Regions from separate parts of the Mus musculus genome. Here all the other regions are linked to region 2. A link is a contact called in public Hi-C data. All regions are on one chromosome and are shown on one strand. Each heading gives the region's core, a stretch centred on a gene start, on an enhancer-like site or on the middle of the called end of the contact. The rest is flanking DNA. Distances are from core to core; before and after follow the strand shown. Region 1 has its middle 52 kb from the start of Gm4258. Region 2 has its middle 180 kb from the start of Gm34306. Region 3 overlaps Gm4258 (a long non-coding RNA gene).

Region 1 (4,812 bases), core at 695-3,194, 260 kb before region 2:
CTTGCTATCAGACTGAATGTTGAAATATTAAATCCTTTTCAATTTAATGATTGATTTAAAAAGATTGAATTCAATGGAAAAAGGAAAGAAAAACTTGTAAAATTGACCAATTTGATCTTATAAACTACATTTCCTTATGCACTGAAGTCATATTAGTTTGCATTAAATATTTTATATGACTCTAAAACCATGGTAGGAAAATAATAGTTGTCTTCATATTAGTTACATTGAAGAGAGAATATGGTTGATGCCAGCTACTGGCTTCTTTAAGTGGACTGCACGGGGCTGGAAGAGGGAATGGCTTAGTCTAAAGCGCTTACAACCAAGAAGACATGAGTTCAATTCCCAGACTTCATGTGATAAAACTGGACAAGGCATTATGCTTATAATTGCAACACTGGAGAGACAGTGGATCCCTAAGGCTTTTAGTGAGCAAGTCCAACCTAATCAATGAGCCCTAGGCCAGTAGGAGACTTTGTCACACATAGAGAAACACACAGATTTGAAAACAACCAATAATTATCCAGAGAGATAACATGAATGATGCCCTCTGGCCTCCACATGTGCCTACACACATGAACTAGTACATACATACACCTGCACACTCATGATCTTGTACACACATGCACCTGCAATGCATGTGAACTTATACACATGTGCACCTGCACATGCATGAACACACATATATTACATGGGTAGAGTACATATGTGCAGGAGGTATATAGAATATCCATCAACTTAACCAGAATGATCCCAAATTATTCTGTTTATGCTGCTAGGCAGGCTGATAATTGGACAGTTAATAATTTTTCAACTGATCATCATGTTACAAGTTTAAAGGGCCAAAATATTGTGAAGAAAATCAGCTCCAGTGTCTTTGTAAAAATACACACCTATCTATCTTCTACCATAAATATATGGAGGCCAGAAAAGATAGTCAGCTCTCCTGTGACTTGAATTATTGATGGCTGTATGCAGCCATGTTGTTGCTAAGAATCAAACCTAGATTCTCTTAAACCACAGGTCTTAACTGCTGAGCACCTCCAGCACCTCTGTTTGTTTTCTTCTTCTCTTAAAACCTTAAGTACAAATTAGCTGAATAATTCAATTAATTGAATGCTACCCTTCACATATTCAGACTTTCAAGAAGCTTATTTCTTATAAAAAAATATCAAATCTAAAGGATTCAAATGTTTAACTCGTGAGAATCAAGAGCAGAATAAGGCCACATTTTATATTGAGGGACATATTTGTTGTCTGGCTATTCTAGAATTAAGGCGCATGCCAGTGAGAGCAGGTGCCAAGAGTAGATAGTGGATGGCAAGTAAATTCTTCTGCAAATGAGTGACTATCCCATCAAAAGAACCGGACAGCAGCAGAGGTTCTTGTCCGTGAAGCACACCTAGGCCTCTTACCCAGAACCACGTGCACGTCTCTCAGTTCTTTCATCATGATCAGGTAAGCAAGCAGTGAGAGCTGCGTGGGTGAACTGCTGAGAGTTACCCTCAAATCCTTCACAAGCAGTGAACATACACGGCATTCTGGCTGCTTATATATTTCTGACCATCTGTCACAATGGCAAAGGGCCCAATTAAAAGACGCTAGATCCTAGCAAGTAGTTTTCAGATGGTTAGGGGTTTCCAAGAGTATTCCGAATAATGAACAGCATTTGTCATTTGAGAATGGCTGGCACATCAATAAAACGATCTAGTATTATATTATACATTTTACGTCAAACTGAATAGTACAGGGGTCATGGTCACTTTTTTTTGTAGGAATTGAAGTAAATAATTGGAAATAAGTTGAAGCATTATCTAATAGGTTTTTCTGGAAGCATTGCTTCCTTTAAATAGAAATTTAAGTATCTCATGTTCAATGGTGGGCTTAAATTGTTGAGCTAAATTGGATTTATATTAACCAGTCTGGATTGCACATAGGGTAAGGAGCAGGTGCCAAGCCAGTGATTCGAGAGCAGGATGCCTGGGTGCAACAGAGGCTAATGACAAGGAAATCAGGATTGCTTAGTTATCTTCCTTTTTGCCTTTTACTTCAGTGGCTTCTAGCAAATAACTTAATAGCTCCAAGCTTCATTTTCTTTATGCTTAAATGAAGCATTTGACTAAAATTGCTAGTCTTTTATGATTCTATAACACATAGAACCCTCTACATTCCCAAATGCCCAGACCAACGATGTTCTTTGTATAGTTTTAAAATGACTCTCTTGCTTGCCCAGTCAGCAAATGTATTTCCACAGCACTTTGAATATAAACACATTGCAGTACACATTAAATTATAGAGTAAGTGTATTCATGCTTATGATCTGTCTCTGCTAAACATATCCTAAGCTTCTCAAGAGCAGACACTAACATTTTGTATATCTAGTAATGAATATGGTGTTCAGTTTGTGCATCTACCTACCCTAAGATATTTATTATATTACATAGAAATAGGCACAGCATCTAAAACAGTAAAACTATAGTAACTTTACAGAAATAAAGAAAACTCCACATCACATCATGTTTGACACTTTTCTTTGATATTTTGTTTTGTTTTCAAAAGAATTTATTCCCACTAACATCTCATGAAATTAGATGAAGTTCAATAAAGTTTTCAAAGCAGTTCAATTCACAGTTTTCATTTGTTCTAGAAGCTACCACCTAGCATCCTTTATTTGGGGTATTTTCATAGATATCTTTCGTGTAGACTTCAAACCTTGACTGAGTTCTAGCTCAAGATAAAACTTAACTGCTTAACCTGCCCCCAACTCTCTCTTTGAGCCAGTCAGACTCATGCCTGTGTCTGTCCATGGACTTAAACCAGCAAGGTCTTTTTTTTTTTAAATTATTCACTTTACATCCAACTCACTGCATCTTCCCAGGCATCTTTTCCCATAATCCTTCCCTCCATCGCTCTACCCCTTCTCCTCTGAGTGAGTGGGTATCTCCTGGGTACCCTCCTCCATCCTGGCACATCAAGTCTCTGCAGAGCTAGGCACCTCCTCTCCAACTAAGGCTAGATCAGGCAGTGAGCTAGAAGAACATATCCCACAGGCAGGCAACAGCTTTTGGGATAGCCCCTGCTCCAGCTTTTAGGGACCCACATGAAGACCAAGCTGCACATCTGCTACATATGTGCAGGGAGACCTGGGTCCTGCCTATATATGTTTTTTGCTTTGTGGTTCAGTCTCTGAGAGTCCCAAAGGCCCAGATTAGTTTACTTTGTTGATCTTCCTGAAGAGTTTCTATCCCCTTCAGCCTGCAATCCTTACTTCTATTCTTTCATGAGAGTCCCCAAGCTGCATCCATCATTTTGCTGTGGTTGTCTGTATCTGAGTCAGCTGCTGGGTAGAGCCTTCAGAGGGCAGCCATGCTAGATTCCTGTCCCCAAGCATAACAATATCATTAGTAGTGTCAGGTTTGATGCTCCCATGCAAATTTACATATTCTATCTCATCAACTGACCTTCCATTCCCTCACACAGGCAGTTATATATCACAATATTAAGTTATAGACTTACTATTGGTATAAAGGTTTTTAAAATTTTTTTTTATTTTTCTTGAAGGAGTGTGTGTGTGTGTGTGTGTGTGTATACATGCATATGTATGTGGAGGAGGCCAAAAGGTGGTGTTACATCCCTTGAACCTGGCAATATGCCATTTAAGGGCTCCCTATGTGGTTGCTGGGAGCAACAACATATGATTGAGCAACAAGTGCCATTAACTACTGTAATGGTTTGTATATCCTTGGACCAGGGAGTGGCACCATCTGGAGGTGTGGCCTTGTTGGAATAGGTGTGACCTGGTTGGACTGGGTGTGTCACTGTGGGTGTGGGCTTAAGATCCTCACCCTAGTTGCCTGGAAGTCTTCCATTAGTAGCCTTTGGATGAAGATATAGAACTCTCAGCTCTACCTGTGCCATGCCTGCCTAGATACTGCCATGCTCTCACCTTGATGATAATGGACTGAACCTCTGAACATGTAAGCCAGCCCCAAGTAAATGTTGTTTTTTATAAGACTTGCCTTGGTCATGGTATCTGTTCACAGCAGTAAAACCCTAACCAAAACAGAAGTTGGTACTGGGAGTGGAGTATTGCTGTGATGGGCCTAACCATGCTTTTATTTGAAAGAATGTGGATTTGGGGACTTTGGATTTGGAAAGCAGTGGAATGCTTTAAATGGGGCTTAATGGGTCATCCTAGTAGGAATATGGAAGACTTTATTGCTGGGAGTAATTTGAACTGTGTTGACCTGGCCCAAGAGATTTCAAAGGAGAAGAATTTCAGAATGTGGCATAACGACTGTTTTTGTGGTATTTTGGTGAAGACTATGGCTACTTTTTGCCCTTGTCTGAAATGTCTGCCTGAGGCTAATGTGAAGAGACTCAGATTAATTGCATTGACAAGGGAAGTTTCAAAAAAGCCCAACAGAGACTTTGTTCTCTGGTTAAGTCTTATGAAGAGAAGTTTGAACAAGCATAGTAAGCTTAGAAAGGAAAAAATATAAAATATATAGTTCGAGTATTAAAGGGGTACTAGGAAGTGAAATGGAGCAAAATCTTGTGTTCTAGGAGATAACAGATTAAGGGAGTGGGACCTTGGGGCAAGATCCTACCTAGATAAACTTGGATCCAGGCATGGTGATACACACTTTTAATTCCAGGAAACAGGCATGCTGATCTCTGCATTCAAGGTCAATCTACAGAGCAAGATCCAGGATAGCCAAGCATAGGCAGTGAAGGATTTGGAAAACAGAAAGCCAGTGGGAATGTAATAGCACAAGCGGGTCATGTTGTAGTTCCTGCAAGCAGCAGAAC
Region 2 (4,943 bases), core at 1,328-3,827:
CTATGATAAAGATACTCTTTAAGAAAGAAACTGAGGCAGAGAGGAAAGTAATTTTTCTTGAGTCCATAGTCATAGGATTTGAGGCATGTGGCACCTGAGTATGTTAATAGCTATACTGCTTCATTAAAACTCCAACTAAAGCAAAAGAAAACAGAAACATTGAATCCATTGCTGAGAACCTTCCAGAGATGTTAGTCAAACCAAGTTTTTCCCATGGTAACTCAGCCAGGCTTTTACAGCAACACAGAAAGAATTAACAGAGCAGCCAACACGTGACAAAAAAACACTTTAAAATTCGTAAACCAAATAAATGGTGAGCTTATAGCCAGAATCTATGAAAATTATGTCACTTTGTTTCATTCCACTATAATAATATTATTGAAAACCAGAGTTAGACTTTTTAAAATATGAATAAAGGAACGAGACTTAGTAGAACATGAAGAAAGGTTTTCTTTCCATGTTTTCTTACTGTCTAAAAATAGCATTGGCTTCTAAAAATCGCCTAATCTACTAATTGTCAATTTGTTCAAGTTAACAAATTTCTATTATTCAAATGAAAGCAACCCTAGAGAGTCAAGGTGGCTCCTTCCCTGAAGTACAAATTATTACAAATAATAATACTAAAACTCGCATGAAGTCAAAGCAATGTGAACCCAAAGAAGAAATTTGAAGGTGGTTCTAGAGTTCACATTACATTACACAGTTATAAAAATGAAGACAACATGTACTAATACAAAGCTGAATATATGGACTTTTGAAACAGAATAGAGAGCCCAGAATAAACCTATACCGTTCTCAACTGATACAGGATTACCAGGATAATTAAAGGGAAATCTTTTCAATAATGCTGGGAGAACTGGATTGATACATATAAAAACGAAATTGGAGGCCTCTCTCAATACGATTCAGGACTACAAAAAAATCAAAGTGTACTTAGGGTTGAATTATGAAGTTTCTGTGTGTCTGTCATGGATGGCATCATAGAAGGCAGGTCTACACTGAAACTCTTTCTTGAAAAGCCAGGGATCAGGTCCTTGTTGGAGATATTCCTAAGAAGTTGAACCTAATGTTCCTAAGAAGTTGATCCTTAGGAGTTGAACCTAATAAAGTTCAACTCTAAATGAACTACAGATGTAACCCTTTAAACTAAAAGAATAAAACAGCTAGAAGAAAACATAGTGAGAAACCTCACGGTGTTGGCCTTCACTGTGATTTTCTGCTGTACACTGAACACAACGCAGAAGCACAGTAAACAAAAGCAGTAAAGTGTTTGTTTTGCAAACTCAAAGATCTCAGTTTGGTTTCCACAAAGTACACAAATAAACCAGGGATGGTAATGGGTGCTTGTAATCCCAGCACTAAGAAACAGAGACAGATTAGATCCTTCGGGCTCTCTGGGCAGCCATTATAGACTTCATGTTGAGTTCCAGGCCACACACTCCCCAAACATACACAAGCAAAACTGAGTGATACTTAATATTCAATGTATTAACATGTAGAGTATTTAGACTCATGTGACTGTGATGGACACCATTCACCATCTATCAGGTCCATAGTGGCTGAGTGAGGAAAGGTTAAGAATCAAGTACTAAGAACCCTGTAGCCTAGACATAAATGTCAAGGGGCTGGTTCTCTTTATGCATCACTGAACTGAGAGTTCCAAATGTATGTGGGTTTGAGTTTTGTAACCCATGTGTTTAAAAATAGCATCTGGTGCCATAGCTGAGGACTGTCCCCAATCACGTAAGAAGATAGGGATGGTGTATAACATAGTAAAATGAACCTCATGTGCAGAGAAACAGCATTGCAATTAGAAACTACTTTCCTATTGATAAGCCCAAGTTATTACTTACTATTTACTATGTTCCATCTGGGATGCTCTCAACTCCAACTGGGCAGCCCTCTGGGCCAAACTCTCTTGGCCCTAAGCCCAGGTGGCTCTCCTCCCTTCTGTCGGTTCTTCTTCCATGGCAGCTTCTTCCTACTCTTTCCCTCTTCCTGGTCCTCTCTCCCCAGCCTGAGAAACCTCAACATCTCTTATGTCTCTTTTGCCCAGCTATTGGCTGTTGGCATCCTTATTTACCAATCACAATTAACTTGGGAGAGGGTCATTTAGTGTCCTGGGAGCCCCAAATGACCATTAGAATACGAGCAACATTAGGCCAACCCTCTACACAGTAACACTTTCTTTAGGTGCAGAACTCAGCTGCCAACTACTTTGGACCTTGAAAACGCTGAGCTGAGAATCCTTTATGGTCTGTAGCAAGTGACAGATGGCAGAAGGCAGAAACTGTGGAGGGGTCTGGAAAGAGCATGACTCTATGCTTTGGCTATGCTCCAATGATGCCAGGTCAAGTGCCAGAGGACCTTTCCAACCTATCCCAGGGTTTGGCATCTGTGGCAGTGATGATATATTGTATATATTCAGAAGCCATGATATGTGCATGTGCAAAGCTGATATTATCTTTTCAATCTTTGTTTATAGGCTCCCACCTCCTTTCTAACTCTGACTTGAGGATTTCCAGTGGCATGGTCTCAAAATAGCAACCATGACTCAGACTCAAGCATGCATAGCTCAACAACTCATGCTTCACGCTAGCAACCCTTGGCAAACTGAATTACTCCAGATCTGGACAGTTAGGTTGGTACAACAGAAAGCTAAATGATAATAATAACTAGTATTGGCAAGGAAAGGAAATTGGACCCTTCTATAGCACTATGGGTGCCGGACTGTGTGTCTGACTCACTGCTGGCTTACCTAGAGTGCTGCCAGCATACTGCTCAGGGAAGGCAGTACAGAGTTCAAAATGGGGGTCCTCTGTGTTTTCTAGGAGTGGGAAACAGTAGATTCTGGGATGGTTCTTGTGGAATCAGTCTTCTATGTCCGCAGGAACCCCTGGCATACTGCTGGGAACCGCTGATTCTTGTGGAATCAATCTTCTATGTCCGCAGGAACCCCTGGCGTACCGCTGGGAGTTGGGATCAGGGGCCCCCAGTCCGTGCTTCTTCCCCTCAGGGCAATCATGCATGAGGAAGAGAGGTGAGGGCAGAGCCAGGGACAAGGGTGGAAACCTTGTTGGTTTGGTTACAAGTGAATGCCAAAAGTGCTGAGGGGTTGGGAGAGAAAAAGCCTTTTCAGGTAGACTTAGGCGTGGCTCTTTACGATGAAGGCCTCCCTGTGGCAATCCTTGATGAAGAGATGGTCCTCGACTGTTTAAGTTGCCTTATTTGATGGTGGCTGTGAAGGCAGCATACAGCTCACTCAGGGTGAGCCAAGGATTAAATACCATGCCCAAAGCTCATTGGCTAAATACTCAGGATCTATCTAGATACCTCATTAGCATGAAGGAGAATGCCATGATCCTCTCAGCGGGGTGTTGTGGTCCACATTCCAGAGCAGGTAGAGGCAGGCAGGGAGTTGGCCTCATTCCTACTACTCTCAATTCTGAGAGTCACAGAGCTTGGGCTCACTCAACCTTACCAGTTCTTTTGTCGGATGGCATGGTCCCCTTGCCCCACAATTCTTCCTTTTTGTCTTTATAAAGGAGAAGTATCATTCGAGTAACTGTCTTCTATCTTACCTGCAGTTAAAATTTTGGAGGGGGCAGGGCATAAGCATCAAAATAAAACACAGTGAAATCCAGAGGGCGTAGTGAGGACAGGGGTCAGGAAGATAAGGAATTATTGAACCACCTTAATTGTTCAGCGGATTGAAATCTCAAAAGCAAGTCCGTACAGAGTACTTTTGAGCATATAAATATTGATATGCATGTCTCCTCAAGTTTAGCAGTCACTAGGCCCTATTAGCATAAAATGATTAGCAGATGATTCATATTAGTATATTATTATTATTATCATAAAATATCATCTATGTGTGCTTGTGTGTGTTTGTGTGTTCATATGGAATTCTATATTCACTGTTGAGACATGCTACTACTTAAGGTTAATGTCTACCATATCCAGAGAGCTCCTCTGAGCTCGGTGAAAAATGAAGGACTCCCCTTCTCCAGCAGGACTTCAACTTCTCTGACTTTGTCTGGGGAGTCTGTCCCTCAATCTTCTACCTAAGGAAGGTCACATAGTCCTTGTCAAACCAACAAGTTCAACTTCTTGACATGCCCAGCGTATACCTGGGATTCCTGAAATGCATCTCCATACAAATGAGACATTTACAGTACATTAAGCTCCAGCCAATGGTTTTACAATCACCCTGAAAACTCCTTCCCTCTCTCCAAGGTTCATATATAGGACTTGGTCATCACAAATATAGTGTATGTGCACAAGCTGTTTCACTGAAGATCATTGGAGAAGGCCTTTGTAACACTGAAGTCCTCGGAGAAGTCCTTCCTCAGAAAAACCCCTCTTCCCTCCCCCCCACCCCCAGCCCACTCACTCCCAGCCAGCCAGGGCTCCTGCAGACCACTTCCCTTCTGGACTCAGCTTCATCCTTCCAGCCTGATGTGCAGCGGCACCTGGACACCCTGAGAGAGGAAATAAGTGGAAGATGCAGAACTACAGCTGCTCCCCAACACATACCACTCTTCAAAAAGAAGGAAACCGCCATTTTAAAGAATATGGACAAAGATAGGGAATACTATCCTAAACTGAATAAATGAGATCTAGAAACACTACATATTGTAATGTTCAACATGAATGTGTGTGTGTGTGTGTGAAGAGAGAGAGAGAGTAGAGTTATATGTGTGTGTATGTCCTTGAGATTTCCTGAGTATAGAATGTGAATTAATTTTTACACACAGAGAGTGACTCTGTAGTACTAGATGTATTAATTAGCTCGAATTTAGCAATTATTTCATAATGTATACATGAACAGACATTGATTTCAATTTCATATGTAAACAATATTGCAAGAAACCTGATTGTAAAAATAAACCAACCAACTCTATCTGGTGGCACAATCCCTTAATACCAGTAGCAGGAGGCGC
Region 3 (4,749 bases), core at 641-3,140, 340 kb before region 2:
CTAGTTGAAAGTTTCCCATCATGCCAGTCTCCTTCAGCCTGTGTCACTAAGGATTCCATTACAGTTAGTAGAGCAGTGGTCAAGGTCGGATAGAGAAAATCAACAGGGCTGAGTAAGCATGGTGTGTATACTTTAAAAAATTTTAAAGCCGAGTCTTGCACTTCAAGATACAGAATGTTGAGATATTATGAGAAGAACACACACCCATAGCTACTGCAGTAGCCCCAGTGCAGAGCCCTGGACTGCTTTATGCCAGTGAACAAGCAAGAGACATAGACCCTCTTAGCATAGTGTGCGCTAAAGTTTGTAAGGCAATAAATATCTCACATCCTTTCCCCTCAGCACATACATCTGCATTTAGAGAGGGAGGTTTCCTCCAGATATTGATCTCCAAAGGTGAGCTGCAACTTGTAGAATTCTTCATGTTCTAGGCAGGAGGACTGAGATGACATCAAAGGCAGATTGCGACGTGGTTTAATTGAGAATAAAAGTTATGCTTCCAGCCAAGCTGGTGTTTGTTTTCCACAAGTGTACTGATGTTTTCAGTCCCCTTTAGGTGGGGGTCACTTTAACACCAAATATGAAGTATGAATTTTGATGACTAATATTAGCAATATCTTTAAGATGCTAATGTCCTTCCCTGTTGATCATAATAGCTAGCCCTAAAATGTGTGTGTGTGTGAATAGAGTTTAGATAAAATAGTTATGCGATTACCTAATAGCCTCATTATCCTTCATGATACTTCTTTTTGAATTCTCAAGTGTTTTGTAATGCCTCTCAGCCTCCCTCCCCTCCCCCTCCCCTCCCTCTTTCCCTCTTTCTTTCTTACCCTGACATTTCCAGAAGCTAAAGAAATTTAAGAATTGCAGGATCTTGTAAAAGGTACAGGAAAGTACAAACTGTGTTTATTTGTTTTTAAATTTGTTATATAATTTAAAAAAAAAGATTCCCAGTGCAATTTCTTGGTCTATTACCCCTGACAGCTACGATTAATTATATTTTAACCTGTTAAGGGCTCACTTTCTCAAGTATATTAAACTAAGTTTTCTGCAAACACTGAACTCATCTGAGTAGTGGGGATGGGTGTCCAGGCAGACAGGAAGAAAAGCACACTCTTTCTCAGTAGACAGCCTTTCTTTGTCTCCCAGCCCTGGCCTTTGCACCTACACATTGCCTGGCATGACGGGGAGGCCAAGCAGATGGCCTTCGCTGTGGAAGCCAGGGCTCTGGGCCCACGAGATGAAACCTGCATGCTTGGGAAGGCTGAGACAGTCGCCAAGGTTTCATGTGTAATAAAGTACTCGCTGCCTCTCCAGTAATGATATCCTGGGGGCTGCTGTGAGGAGGTTCTTTTCACTAGAAACATACTCGTAGGAATTTAATACTATCTTGCTAAACCCTTTGATTGAATAAGGTTTTAATTTTTTAAAAAAAGAATTCTTCTTACTTTGTAGACTCCAAGATGTGAGCAAGTATGAATTCTTACTCTAGGATCAACATCTCTACTAAGCTCGGGATTCTTTTGCCTTCTTAATCACGCGCTTCAACAAATAAAATATCTTACCGTTGCCTGTCTTTTTTCTTTTTTTTTTTTCCCCCTTTTACAGCCTGCCTGAAATACTCTTCGGTTAAATAATATTTGTTAGGCTTTGATGCAATCAAGTGAAATTTGAGTCTTCGGAGCGATTCAGCCTCGCCTCGTGGAGACCGCACATGTGTGTCAGCTTTGAGTTTTTCTCACCAGTGTTTTACACATGAAATCTATTTTTCCTTGAGAAAATGGAATCTTTGTGTCTTTGTCTGGAAGGCTCGCTGTGCTCAGGCGTGTTCCGGCAGGAGCTGTGACTGCCAAGGCCCTGGGGGAGGGGCCTGGCAGTCATTTGTCAGCTGTCCTGCATCTGTAATTTCTGGCCACTCAGCACTATCAGAGTCTTAGAAACGGGGCCCGAAGGGTGGGGGAAAGAGCTTGTCATTGATGAAAGACAAACCCCAAATAACTGCCTGATGTTGATGACCAAAGGGAAGAGAGAGTATGAAAAACTTTTATTGTGTCCTTTAATGAAAAGGATTTTCATTTGAAATAGCTAATTTATGAAATTGCACATGGTAACATTTCCAGATCTCAGTCTAGAAAGGCCGTGTCCATATTGTGTTACCAATTTCACTGCTTTTACCTTGGCAAGCGCTCCTGAAAGTATTTTAATTTTCTGCCATTGACTTCTGGTTATTTCTGCTCTTGTGCCCTTGTAACAAAACTGACAGCACAATTAAACATCTGCATTTTAAAACTGGGTTTCTCCCCTGACTATTTTGCTTTGCTTCTAAAATTTCCAGATGTTTTGGGTTCTTTATGATTTTAATGTATGCAAATACATTTGCTTATACTTTAGAGAAAATGGAGAGGGAAGAGAGGGAGGGGAGGGAGAAGAGAGAGACAAAGACAGAGACACAGGGAGACTGAGAGAAACAGAGACAAGACAGAGTATATACTAACTTGGATTGAGCAGAAGAAAAGCTTAGTAATAATACATCAAGCAGCAAATCAATATTTTCCCCGTTTGTAGATTTACATTAGAATACATTGTGGTCCTTAGCACTTTACTATTTTATTTGAATTTTGCAACTCAGTTTTGTGACTAGAATTCGGGATTCACACCTCGGTGTCCTCATAACTGGGTAGAGGCATGCTACTCTCTGTCTTTTCATTTCAGGGAGAGATAAGTTGAGGGGTAGGAGAAGAAACAATGTATTTCAAATGAGCATATGGCTTTGTGGAACTTAAGGGGATTGTCAGTATCTTGCCGGAAGTGTTTGAACGTGAGGTATAAGAGTGTCCCTAACATTTTAAGGAAGTCCATTTCCCATAATTAATAACAGGAAACTGGTAAACAGATTCTTGTGTACAAGTGAATCCAAACGGTAACATAAACGAAAGCAAGGAAAGACCCAAACGCACCTCGTTCATTTACTCCCAAGGATTATGTTGTGGTATCCAAGTGGTTCAGGCCAGAAAGACTTAGGAGATGTGTGTTGCCATAATCCTTGGGAGTAAATGAGTACTCATTTTCCATTCCTGACTGTCTAGGACATGTGCTAGGGAGAGTGCAGCCATTTCTTCCATAGTCTAAGGTCTGCAAGGGATCTCAGACAACTGACATAGTTAGTAGAAAAATGGCAAGTAATTATGAAGGAAGACAATGTATTATAAAAATATTATTTTAATATGTTTAGGCCCATTTCTACTGTATCCTATGGGAGATGGTAAGACCTAGTAAGGGAATTTGTGTACATTTAAGGTGTTTGGAGAAGTCGATGAGTAGATTTGTGAGTCTCAAACTAAATGCATCATTAATTAGACAGATAACAGGGCAGGGCGATTGACCCACTTCTGCACAGAGCTCTGGGCTAAGCTCTCTGAGAACTGACAGGTCTTTATCTTCTAATTGTATCAAAAAATGGGGACTGTCTGATCCCAGCGCTGACCTTGAAAGCAGCAAACTGAAGTGATATATTGTGTCCCTGGGTTTTGGGGTTTTGTTTTCTTTCTTTCTTTTTTTTTTTTTCTTTTTTTTTTTCAGAAATGTTGAATTCGATCTCAAAGTTTGAAGTTTCAAAAGCAGAATTAGCTGCTTTATTTATATTGAATTTTTAGAGTGAATCATTTCCTCTCTGAAGGGGAACAAAGGCCTGTAAGAGAAAGGCGATTGCCCTGCAAAGGTTAAACATAAGACACAGCCCAACTAAAAGTGCATCCTTACTTCTGTAAGATGGGGAGAAAAAGAAGGAAAGCTAACCAAGGTGAGGGTCAGTTTCATTTATTAGGTCCATGCAGTGTAAGTGAGAATGCATGCTACCCATGCTATCAGAGCAGACACAGCTCCACGGTACCAGGGAGCTGCAGACATCAGACCAGGCCTTAGTTCCAGAAAGACGAGGCTAAACAATGCTCTGCATGGCAGGGCTTCTGGGATGCACAGACTCATAGATGACCCTGGACTTGTAAACCTTGCCATCTTAGCCAACCCGTCAGCACCTATAGAGTTAAAGCAGAGAAGTTGCACTAAACATTAAATAGGCCTAAATATTAGTGTGTTTGTGTGTGCACACACATGCTTGTGCACAGGCATGCACACGTGCTCGCGTGTGTACGTGCATATGGATAAAAAGAAGTGGATATGTCTCAATTTATCTATCTAGCATGTACATTATCTGTGTGAATTTTAAGCAATGAAGTGAGTATGTAAAAACACTTAAATTGGAAAAATAAGAATGCAATTTTGTCAAGTTGGATAAAATAAAGATATGGTTTTGCTAAACCAAAGATAAGATAATTTTCTAGGCTGTTAAATCTTAGAAAGCCTAGAGGTAAGAAATATATGCAAAAATTAAAGTGAAATATTTAAGGCATATTTTGTTAAGGATAAGATGGACAATGTACAGGGTTGATTATTAGCAAAATTTCAACAGTGTAGTATTCTCTCAGATCTCCATAGAGACAGATGCATGCTAGTTATACGTTGATATTTTAGAAATCATAAAATATGTTCCTTTGTATTTAAAGTAAAGATCCTCACTGGAAGCTTTTTAAGGATAAAGTACAAGGTTTATTACTTAGTTTTAAACTATTATTTAGTTTAAATACTAAATATAATTTTACATGAAAGCAAATGAGGGCTGTAGTTATAGATATGTAATCAAGTGAGTGCTGTATGTGGGTTTGAACACTCTGAGATTGGGGAAGGAGAGGG

What was found. A called contact is a pair of places that touch in the nucleus more often than the background predicts.
Region 1: a contact with region 2 is called in a Hi-C map of cerebellar granule neurons, with 2.4 times the contacts expected there. The contact joins two enhancer-like sites. A contact is called at or near these places in 3 of 484 Hi-C or Micro-C datasets (cerebellar granule neurons and cerebellum), 1 of 115 datasets of contacts at active chromatin or transcription factors (embryonic stem cells) and 1 of 9 other capture datasets (embryonic stem cells).
Region 3: a contact with region 2 is called in a Hi-C map of cerebellar granule neurons, with 2.1 times the contacts expected there. The contact joins two enhancer-like sites. A contact is called at or near these places in 2 of 39 promoter capture datasets (the C10 cell line and cranial neural crest), 4 of 484 Hi-C or Micro-C datasets (cerebellar granule neurons, cerebellum and uterus), 1 of 115 datasets of contacts at active chromatin or transcription factors (large pre-B cells) and 1 of 9 other capture datasets (embryonic stem cells).

Annotation. Positions count from the first base shown.
Region 1 is chr1:137,844,198-137,849,009 of GRCm38.p6, reverse strand. No RefSeq gene overlaps it. Among named protein-coding and RNA genes, the nearest start is that of Gm4258, 52 kb to the left of the region's middle. Within about 2 kb of position 1,944, at least 10 of the 459 cell types and tissues checked have an H3K27ac peak or open chromatin away from gene starts, as enhancers often do. A contact at or near this core is called in cerebellar granule neurons and cerebellum, where this site is marked.
Region 2 is chr1:137,586,100-137,591,042 of GRCm38.p6, reverse strand. No RefSeq gene overlaps it. Among named protein-coding and RNA genes, the nearest start is that of Gm34306, 180 kb to the left of the region's middle. Within about 2 kb of position 2,577, at least 26 of the 459 cell types and tissues checked have an H3K27ac peak or open chromatin away from gene starts, as enhancers often do. A contact at or near this core is called in cerebellar granule neurons and cerebellum, where this site is marked.
Region 3 is chr1:137,925,207-137,929,955 of GRCm38.p6, reverse strand. Gm4258 (a long non-coding RNA gene) reads right to left here. Exons shown (of 3, transcript XR_003948014.1): 2 at 1-4,749. Among named protein-coding and RNA genes, the nearest start is that of Gm4258, 29 kb to the right of the region's middle. Within about 2 kb of position 1,890, at least 141 of the 459 cell types and tissues checked have an H3K27ac peak or open chromatin away from gene starts, as enhancers often do. A contact at or near this core is called in cerebellar granule neurons and cerebellum, where this site is marked.